3 separate regions of the Mus musculus genome follow, and all the other regions are linked to region 1. Evidence: chromatin contacts called from public Hi-C and HiChIP or PLAC-seq data. All regions are on one chromosome and are shown on one strand. Each heading gives the region's core, a stretch centred on a gene start, on an enhancer-like site or on the middle of the called end of the contact. The rest is flanking DNA. Distances are from core to core; before and after follow the strand shown. Region 1 has its middle 18 kb from the start of Scml4. Region 2 has its middle 6.4 kb from the start of Gm5079. Region 3 has its middle 34 kb from the start of Ostm1.

The links. HiChIP or PLAC-seq counts read pairs in DNA pulled down with a chosen protein or histone mark. A called contact is a pair of places that touch in the nucleus more often than the background predicts.
Region 2: a Hi-C map of Th1 cells shows a contact between it and region 1, with 4 times the contacts expected there. The contact joins two enhancer-like sites. A contact is called at or near these places in 14 of 39 promoter capture datasets (the 3T3-L1 cell line, cranial neural crest, embryonic stem cells and 8 more), 7 of 15 datasets of contacts at CTCF or cohesin (CD8 T cells, the G1E-ER4 cell line, embryonic stem cells and 2 more), 187 of 484 Hi-C or Micro-C datasets (the AML12 cell line, B cells, the Ba/F3 cell line and 86 more), 22 of 115 datasets of contacts at active chromatin or transcription factors (CD8 T cells, T-cell acute lymphoblastic leukemia, astrocytes and 8 more) and 1 of 9 other capture datasets (embryonic stem cells).
Region 3: a CTCF HiChIP or PLAC-seq map of CD8 T cells shows a contact between it and region 1, with 6 read pairs. The contact joins two enhancer-like sites. A contact is called at or near these places in 1 of 15 datasets of contacts at CTCF or cohesin (CD8 T cells), 14 of 484 Hi-C or Micro-C datasets (B cells, CD8 T cells, LSK cells and 8 more), 1 of 115 datasets of contacts at active chromatin or transcription factors (large pre-B cells) and 2 of 9 other capture datasets (adipose tissue and liver).

The regions. Positions count from the first base shown.
Region 1 is chr10:42,841,140-42,844,070 of GRCm38.p6, forward strand. No RefSeq gene overlaps it. Among named protein-coding and RNA genes, the nearest start is that of Scml4, 18 kb to the right of the region's middle. Within about 2 kb of position 1,437, at least 47 of the 459 cell types and tissues checked have an H3K27ac peak or open chromatin away from gene starts, as enhancers often do. A contact at or near this core is called in CD8 T cells, Th1 cells, memory CD8 T cells and 1 more, where this site is marked.
Region 2 is chr10:42,996,060-42,998,990 of GRCm38.p6, forward strand. No RefSeq gene overlaps it. Among named protein-coding and RNA genes, the nearest start is that of Gm5079, 6.4 kb to the left of the region's middle. Within about 2 kb of position 1,537, at least 27 of the 459 cell types and tissues checked have an H3K27ac peak or open chromatin away from gene starts, as enhancers often do. A contact at or near this core is called in CD8 T cells, Th1 cells, memory CD8 T cells and 1 more, where this site is marked.
Region 3 is chr10:42,711,828-42,714,758 of GRCm38.p6, forward strand. No RefSeq gene overlaps it. Among named protein-coding and RNA genes, the nearest start is that of Ostm1, 34 kb to the left of the region's middle. Within about 2 kb of position 1,389, at least 9 of the 459 cell types and tissues checked have an H3K27ac peak or open chromatin away from gene starts, as enhancers often do. A contact at or near this core is called in CD8 T cells, where this site is marked.

The DNA.
Region 1 (2,931 bases), core at 187-2,686:
GCAGGAATAGTGACACATGCCTTTGATCCCAACACTTGGGCAGATCTCTGAGTTCAAAGCCAGACAGGACTACACAGAGAAACCCTGTCTCCAAAACCCCCCAAAAGATCACAGATCCTATCATATACAAAACACATGAAATACAGCTAGTCTGGAATATCCTTGATAGCCTGGCAGTCTGGAGCCCCAGGAGAGTGGCTCTTCAGTCTGGAGTCAAAAGGCATCTAATGGCAGGATTCCTTCCTCAGGAAAGAATGAGCCACTTCCTTAAGGCGTTCACCTGATTGGATGAGGCCAGGAAGGTGGGTAATCTGCTTGACTTGATCTAGTGGTTTAAACATCATTGCCCTTAAAAACCAAAACAAACAAACAAACAAAAACAAAAACAAACAAAAAGCCCCACCTCATAGCAACATCTCAGAAGCATTTGGGTAAAATCCAGACAGATAATCATAGCAAAACTGACGAAGAAAATCAGTCCCGTGAACACAGTGCTGGCTGCCTCCGCCCTTTAACAGCCTGGGGCACAGGAGGAGCTGAGGCAACTCTGGCTTCGCACTCAGGACACCTCCTACTGGAGGGCTGCTTGGTCTAGAGACTTATGGAAGGGCCATGAGGCTGAAGCTGCTGACGTCAACTGAGAGCGCAGGTTTCCGTCCTTTTGTTTGAGTCAGCAAGCCGAGCTGGGAAGTGCTGCGCTCGGGGGATGAGGAAGACATTCTCGGTGTACAGTCTTTTACTTGCACCTTAATTTTTTTTCACCTGATGTATATATTTTGCCTGTGAGATAGTGAGCCACGTGGTGTAATGCCCACGGAGGCCAGAAGAGGGTGCTGTGGCCCGGCTCCACCTGGAATTGGAGTTACAGACAGTTGTGGGCTGGGAACGGAACCAGATCCTCTGAAAGAGCAGTGAGTGCTCTTAACTGCTGGGCTGTCACTCTCGTCCTGTTTACACCTTTCAAACAAGCTCTATATTTGAGATGTCAATGACAGAAACCTCATGTGAGCTGAATATGCTTTACCACTGGCTACCTCCCCACCACTTAAGCCTATTTGAAGAGACAGAACCATCCTGTTCCGCCCAGGGGGTCATGTGGTGGGGTCTGAAGACACTAACTAGGCTGCCTTGACCTCACTAGAGCAGACTTCATTTGGCAAAGATGTCCTTAGACAAGGTTGTAATCTCTCCTGGGACATCCAGCCAGAGGCTTCATTTGCAGCAGGAACTGAGGACAGGGCAGATGCCGTGAGCAACTTGCGGTGGTAGTCACTGCAAAGTGACACTGAAAGTGATACTTTCAGATCAGTGGCCACTGAGGAAGCACTGTTCCCTGGGGACCCCCCTCTCCCTTGCTGGATTTTGGGATCAGGAACGCGTACATGCTTGACTAGCTATGGCCGCCAGGGGGCGCGAGGTAGCTGAGGAGGGTTGCTGGATGCTCAGGGTACCTGGCCCATGCCCTGAGTCCCACAGTGCTGTCCTCTATTTCCAGGACTCCTCCCAGCTATGTTCCTGCGGCAGCCCCTCTGGAGTTCAGGGTGGCTTGACCCATCTAGTTTTACAGGGCTGGTTCCGACTATCTCCCACCCTAGAGCCAGCTGCTTCTTCAAGGCTCTCTGGGAGCTGATGACAGTCGCTGTTCCTTCTCTTTTCGGCTGAGGTGGATAGCGCCAACCTCGTCCTCCTAAGGTGGGAGTGGACAGCTACCTTCACAGCTTCTGAAGAGCAGGGCCTTGGGGCCCTGGAGAAGGACTCAAAGGTCACCTGGCCATGCTGCAAATTCTATCCTTACAGGCACCCCATCACACTTATCTACAGCTCTGTCTAGAACTTACTGTGCGACGAAGATTAAGGTTTTACAAAAGGATACTCAATTAAATGTGAATTTCAGATAAACAACAAATTAATTTTTGTCATGTATATCCCATGAAGTATCTGAGACATATAATAACACAAAAAGAAATTCCTTATTTTTCTGATAAGCAAATTCAACTTTGAATCCACTGTTTTTTTGTTGGTTTTTTGTTTGTTTGTTTGTTTGTTTTTGTTTTTCCTGGATAGGAATGAGTTTTGGTGGAGGCAGGCAGGGAAGGGTTGGGGCTGAGGCAAAGTAGGCATGAAGGCTTGTAAGTTTTCTTAAAAGCCTTCTCTCTGTTACAGGAAGCTGTGGTACAGCTCTGCCCTGTGGCATTGGCTCCTCTCACATCGCCAACTCTTTCACTGATTAAAAGGAAGAGAAAAGAAACGAACCATCTTAATTATTTTAATCAGCAAAAATTGTGGCTCTTGATGCCTATGGCCTGTTTCCTTCTTGGGGACCTTAATAATTTGTATAATAACGTTTTAATTGTGCAAATCTGTGTTTTGCTATTTCAGGGCATTTGCTTCTGCACTGGGCTCTGAGCCACACAGGAACTGTCCCACTGGGCAGGAATATGACTGTCCTCATTTCACCTCTACCAGCCCTGAGCCAAGAGCCTTCTGGGAACTTCACATCTGGACACTGAGTTCACACCCAGTGAGTGGTGCACAGAACTCTGTGTCCATTACATGGCATTTGGGACAGACTCAGCCCAGTGTAATGGGGCAGATCTCTTCAAGGATCCCAGTAACACTGGTTGCCCTGTGCATAGCTCCTCTCTCACCCCTCTGTAGGGTCCCATCTGAGATGAGACTGGCTCTGCCATAGATACTTGCTTCTGTGGTCACGACCTTCATGCAAGTTCGTTTCATGTCAAATTTATATAAGATACACTGGAATTTGGGGAGAGAAAAACCTCAGGTGAGAAAGTACACCTAACAGATGGGCCTGTGGGGAAGGCTGCGACTCCTTTTTGTGTTTTTCTTTTGATAAATGACTGTTGTGAGAGAGCCCAGCCCATTGTGGGTGGTACCACCCTTGGGCTGGTGGTCCTGGGTTCTATAAGA
Region 2 (2,931 bases), core at 287-2,786, 160 kb after region 1:
TAAAAAGATCAATATGTATGAAAGTATCTTATTGTGTGTCTGGCCTTCGGACCTGCGCTCTAATCCAACCTCAACCTGTGAAGGGTACACGAGGCTTAAACAGGGACGGCTGAGGGCCTGGTTCTGGGGTACTTCTGAACAGGTTGATAAAAGGGCTTCCATTGGGTCCTGCGGTTTCCTAAAACTCTTTCCCCCTACTGTATCTGTTTCAATGTGTCTACTTTGTAACAATCCATCCCTTTTGTTTAAGCCTGGAAAGAATGCAACCCCGGCTACCATTCTGAGGTTGGCCTGCTTTGCCCACGGTTGACTTTCCCCCCTTGCCTTAGGAAGGCCAGAGGCCTACTTCCAGAGCTCACTCACCCACAACCTGCCCTTTCCTAAAAAGCCTTTCCCCCAAGCATTTGCAACAGCCTAAGGAAGAATGGTGTCATATGGAACATTCAAAGGAAGTATGTATGTTTACATGAGACTTGGGAGAAATTTAAGATTTTTTTGTTTGTTTTTGTTTTGTTTTTCCTTTTTTATCCTCAAAATCCAATGCTCTCTGCCCTTAGAAACTCATACATGCTGTTCCTGTGTCCTCTGTGAGCTGGCTTTGTGGCTGGGATCACCAGCACTCCCCACCCCCCTCCCCCACCACCTGTCCTGCCAGTCCCCCACCCCCTCCAACTCAAATTACCTGGACTTCTCAAGAGCTCCATCCTCAAGAAGTCACAAGGAAGCTGAGACCAGGGGCATTAGAAAGGAGAAGAGAACAGAGGGTCTACAGAGGTCAGTCCATGGCCCAGACTGAGGCTGGTGGCCGTCAGAGGGGACAGGAACCTACTGATCAAGCCAGTCAGTCCACACACATCAGACACTTGCTTCACGAGTCAAGGCTAGCTGCAGGCAAGCAGTGATCGGAAGTCAATACAGCAGAGAGCTGTGGGGGAGTCTCCCGGAGCATTCCGATGTATTGGCTTAGGAAACTGGTCATGTCTGCAAAGCAGAGTCCTCATTTGAAAAAAGAATTTTCCGTGTGTGTCTCAGGTAAGAAGATGGAGGTATTTGCCTTTTCTGTCACTCAGGATGAGGGATTACTTTTCCATCCTCTGCATCAGCCCCCAGGGGTGATACTTCAGTTATTCTGGAAAAAGAGGCGGTGTCCATGAAAGTAATTGTTGTAAAAGGCTTGGTCACACGAATGCTCATGTGTGCAGAAACTCTCCCTTCCCCAAAAGAATGACCCAGTGTGAGCATGCTGGAAAGGTCCAGGTGCTCTACTGCCTCAGTGTGGTTCTGTGTTCAGCACCACGTCTCTCTTGTGTGCTCAGCCTGAGAAGTGAGGGTGATGGTACCTACCTCAGGTCTAACAACACTCAGGCAATTAGCAAGCCTTAGATGTACCTTCACTAAAAGTTGAGGGGAGTGGCCCCTGATTCTTGGAGACTTCCTGCTAGAAATGAGAGGTTTACTCACTGTCACAAGACTAGCTGCAGGCTGAAGTTTAATCACCAGAGATGGATCCCATTGGCTGGTTTTGAGTAAACTGGGTGATGAACTGAGCTGTGGCCACTACACTTGGGACACAGGGCTCAGACCTGGGCTGTCTCACCCTGCTCGGGCTATAGTTTCCTCGCCCAGAAACAAGGCTCACACTGAGAATGGACCAAGCTGGTCTCAGTGACTGTGGTAGTGTCAGGCACACAGAAGTCTTACCATTTGTCCATCTGTTCAGTTTCTTGGTTGCCTGGTTGACATAGCCTCATTGTGATCCTGCCCTACTGGCTGCTGGCCTTGACCCAGTCGTGACGTGCCATGGAAGAAACCCTAGTTTGAAAAAAACAGACAGGAGTCTGTTCCGGGTAAACCACTCTTCCTGTTCCAGGAAATATGACATGAATAACCAAGTGACAGTGAATGCCTGTCACTTCTCACTCATTTTCTGAGTTGTTAGTAGAGCCATAATGCCTGTACCTCAGACAGTACCAGGACAGCCACATATTTGGTCTTGTTGAGCCAGGTATCAGGAAAAGAAGCTCTGATTTTTTTTCCCCTCCCCAAACACAATGTAAGGTCCTTTGATGTCTTTCTATCCTATGCTCACTGTGTAGGCACCGTGGAGGTGGTCTGAACTCTTTGATTATAATTGCCAAACTCCTCAGGCTGACTAAAGCCTGCTTAGCCTGGAGCCTCTGCTGAGTTGTGTCTTGGTCAGAAAAATCCCTTCATCGACATGCCTGCTTCTTTAGTATGGAGTAGGGATGGTGATGATAATGATGGTGGTGATGGTGATGATGGTGGTGGTGGTGGTGGTGATGGTGGTGATGGTGATGATGGTGGTGGTGGTGGTGATGGTGGTGGTGGTGATGGTGGTGATGGTGATGATCATGGTGGTGGTGATGATGGTGGTGGTGGTGGTGATGGTGGTGATGGTGGTGGTGATGATGGTGGTAGTGGTGATGGTGGTGGTGGTGATGATGGTGGTGGTGGTGGTGATGATGGTAGTAGTGGTGATGATGGTGGTGGTGGTGGTGGTGGTGGTGGTGGTGGTGGTGATGGTGGTGGTGATGGTGGTGGTGGTGGTGGTGGTGATGGTGGTGGTGGTGGTGATGATGGTGGTGGTGACGATGGTGGTGGTGGTGGTGATGATGGTAGTGGTGGTGGTGATGATGGTAGTGGTGGTGATGATGGTGGTGGTGGTGGTGGGTGATGGTGGTGGTGGTGGTGGTGGTGGTGGTGGTGGTGATGGTGGTGGTGGTGGTGGTGATGGTGGTGGTGGTGATGATGATGATGGTGGTGGTGATGGTGATGGTGGTGGTGGTGGTGGTGATGGTGGTGGTGGTGGTGGTGGTGGTGGTGGTGATGGTGATGGTGATGATCATGGTGGTGGTGATGATGGTGGTGATGGTGGTGGTGATGATGGTGGTGGCAGTGATGGTGATGGTG
Region 3 (2,931 bases), core at 139-2,638, 130 kb before region 1:
GTTTGCTGCATGGTCACTACATTTTATATATGAAAACCAGACCTTGATTTTTCTAGAGCTATTAGGTGTCCTGGTGAGAAAGATAAGCTCACAAAGCCAGATTTCAATGTAGCTTTTTGCTATTCCTTTATTCAAAGGAACTTGCTTGGCAATAACTGCTCTCAGCAATCAACCATTTGTGCTTCTTGATAACTGATTAGATTAAAGAATAGAACTTAAAAATAATACATGATGTCAAAAATTAAAAGTTTTGGCATAATAATGGAGTTCTGATATTTAAAAATGCTTCTCATTATGCTGAAAACATCTGTCACACACACACACACACACACACACACACACACACACACACATCGCCCTCTGAACAAATTAAAAAAAAGTGCTTCTTACCTCAAAATCATTTTGGGGTCCCTAAGCTTACACTGTGACTCCAAGGTGTGAGCCTACTTCATCAGTTTACTAATCTCTTTTGTAAGCTTCAGGTTCTTAGAGTTCATAAAGTTTAACTCCTGTCCCTAGTCTGTATATGTCTCAGCAGATTTCCATTTGGCTGACAGACTCCATCCAGGAATCAGCTGCAGACTGCAAACTGCTCCAAAAGTGATCTGCACCATGCCAGTGTGCCCTGGACTTGCTGGAAGCTGACGTGAACCAGTCCAGCTGATGTGACTGCTCCCAGTCTCTGTAGCTGGGTCAGCTAACCTGATGCTTCCGATGATGAAGGCCCTCCAGGCCTTTGGCTAACATTCCAGCTGTCCTAGGTGCTGATAAGATCATTCTAACTTCAGCTGAGAAGCAGTAACAGAAGAGGGTACATTGCCCCTTATCCTCAACCAAGACTGCAGCGTTAGGTCCAAAGAAGCTCCCAGGCAAAGGGGACAAAATGGCTATGTACCATTCTATTGGCATACCAGGACATATCCTGGCCTCCTGGCTCCTTCACTATCAAAAAGGTACCTGTCAAAACTAAATACTTGGACCAACAAGAGGGAAGCAACCGGTACCAGTCCCTGGTCAACTGATCCCTCCACCTTTGACTCAGCCTCTGCAGGTCCCCTGATGTTCCTACTGATAGGCCATGGATCTTCTTATGTATTACAAATTTTGTTTCTATCAGATAGAAAAATGTTAACTCTTCGTTGGCATTATCAGCCCCTTCAGCCACTAGACATGTAAATTGCCTATCGAGGATTTGACAGGGACACATAAGACAAGAGGGGATTGAGAAACCAGCCAGATTTCATTTTGTGGTCAAGAGCCATTTTGATATGCTAGTTCAGCTAGGTTTCTGTTTACTATAAAACTTAAGTTTCTATTTCTAGGAATTTGGGCTGCATCACAGCCCTGTAACCATAGAATGTACTGTAACCAATGCTCCAGGGAGAATTGTCTGGTCTTGCTTCTGTAACCATGCTTGGTTGCAAAATCCCCACCCTGTGGTTTTGCCCTATAGAAAGGCTTGAGAAGTTGGCTGAGGGTTAATCTCTTGAAGTCCACTTTCGGGAGAGACAGCACTCCACCAGCTTTGCTGTGCACAGAGTAAAGTTTGCTTTGATTTGGCTATAATTTGTGGCTGGTGATCTCCTCTGTTGGTGAACTTAACATATGCATACATAAAAGTCAAAATAAATCTTTAAAACGATGGTGGTGAAGTTAAATTGTAGCTCTGTTTTGTGGTTAAGTCATTTAAATATCCGTTTCTTTATGTGTCTCTGTGTGTGCCTGGGTGTATATAGGTGCAGCACATGTATACGGGTGCAGTGAAGGCCATGCAAAGAACTGGACCCCTTAGAGCTGGACAGGCTGTTGGGAACCATCTGACGTGGGTGCTAGGAACCGAGCCCAGGTCCTCTGCAAGAGCATCAAGTGTCCTTAACCCCAGCCACCTCCCAAGCTCATGTGGTTAAGTCTTATTTAAAAACGACCTGTTTTTTTTCTTTTAGGTTCTAGTTTGGTTAGAAAGCAGTTTGGTATATTTTCTGATGGTCAGTAATGTGTGTGTGTGTGTACCTATACACACACATATACACAGAGAGAGAGAGAGGCACCCATGCACCCATACACATACACACAGTAATAAATAAATGTAATTTGAAAAATGTAAAGACTTCTAGGAGGTGGAGCCTGATGGTGAACTCCTTCAGTCCAGGCACTTTGGAGGCAGAAACAGGTGGATCTCTGCTGAGTTCCAGGTCAGCTCAGGCTAGAGTGAGACTTTGCCTCAAACAAACAAACAAACAAACAAACAAACACAAAACAAAACCCTCCAGAGTTTGAGAAATGACTCCATGGTGGAGAGCAAAGTGCACCCACTTCCAGCTCCAGAGGATCTGATGCCCTCTTCTACACACACACACACACACACACACACACACACACACACACACACACACACACAAATACAGCCCTTGAGAAAGAAAACGCGGTGCTTAACTTTTTTTTTTCCCTTTAACAAAATCCCATTAATTTCCTATGTAAATCAATACAGAAAAAAAAAAGTACAATTCAAGGACTGTGGTCTCAAACTGAATTTTCTGAACGCCAGTGGATCTTGTTTTAAACACCTGTAGTGTTGTGTTGCTTTGACATTTTTAGCGGCTCCAGAAGGAAATCTGATTTCAGAGAGGAGGAGAACCACTGTACATCACGTGACTAACGTGGTCCCAAGACCCTCACGTCCTACTCTTAGCTTTTGAGCCCTTTCCTACCCGCTCTTACACACACTGAGAAGTTGGTGACCTCTCCCTCAGGGGCTTTCTCCTTTCCTCAGATTTGGCTTAAGAGAAATCCCTGCAGGGGGGCGAGTTAAAACAACACATTTGATACCCCTGTGGTGGTCACTCCCTCTCGCTCTTTGATTCGAACTTATCCCTTAAATTCCATCTCTTTCAGCCACTCTAGAAATAATCCTACCCAATTCAGTTTATGTCA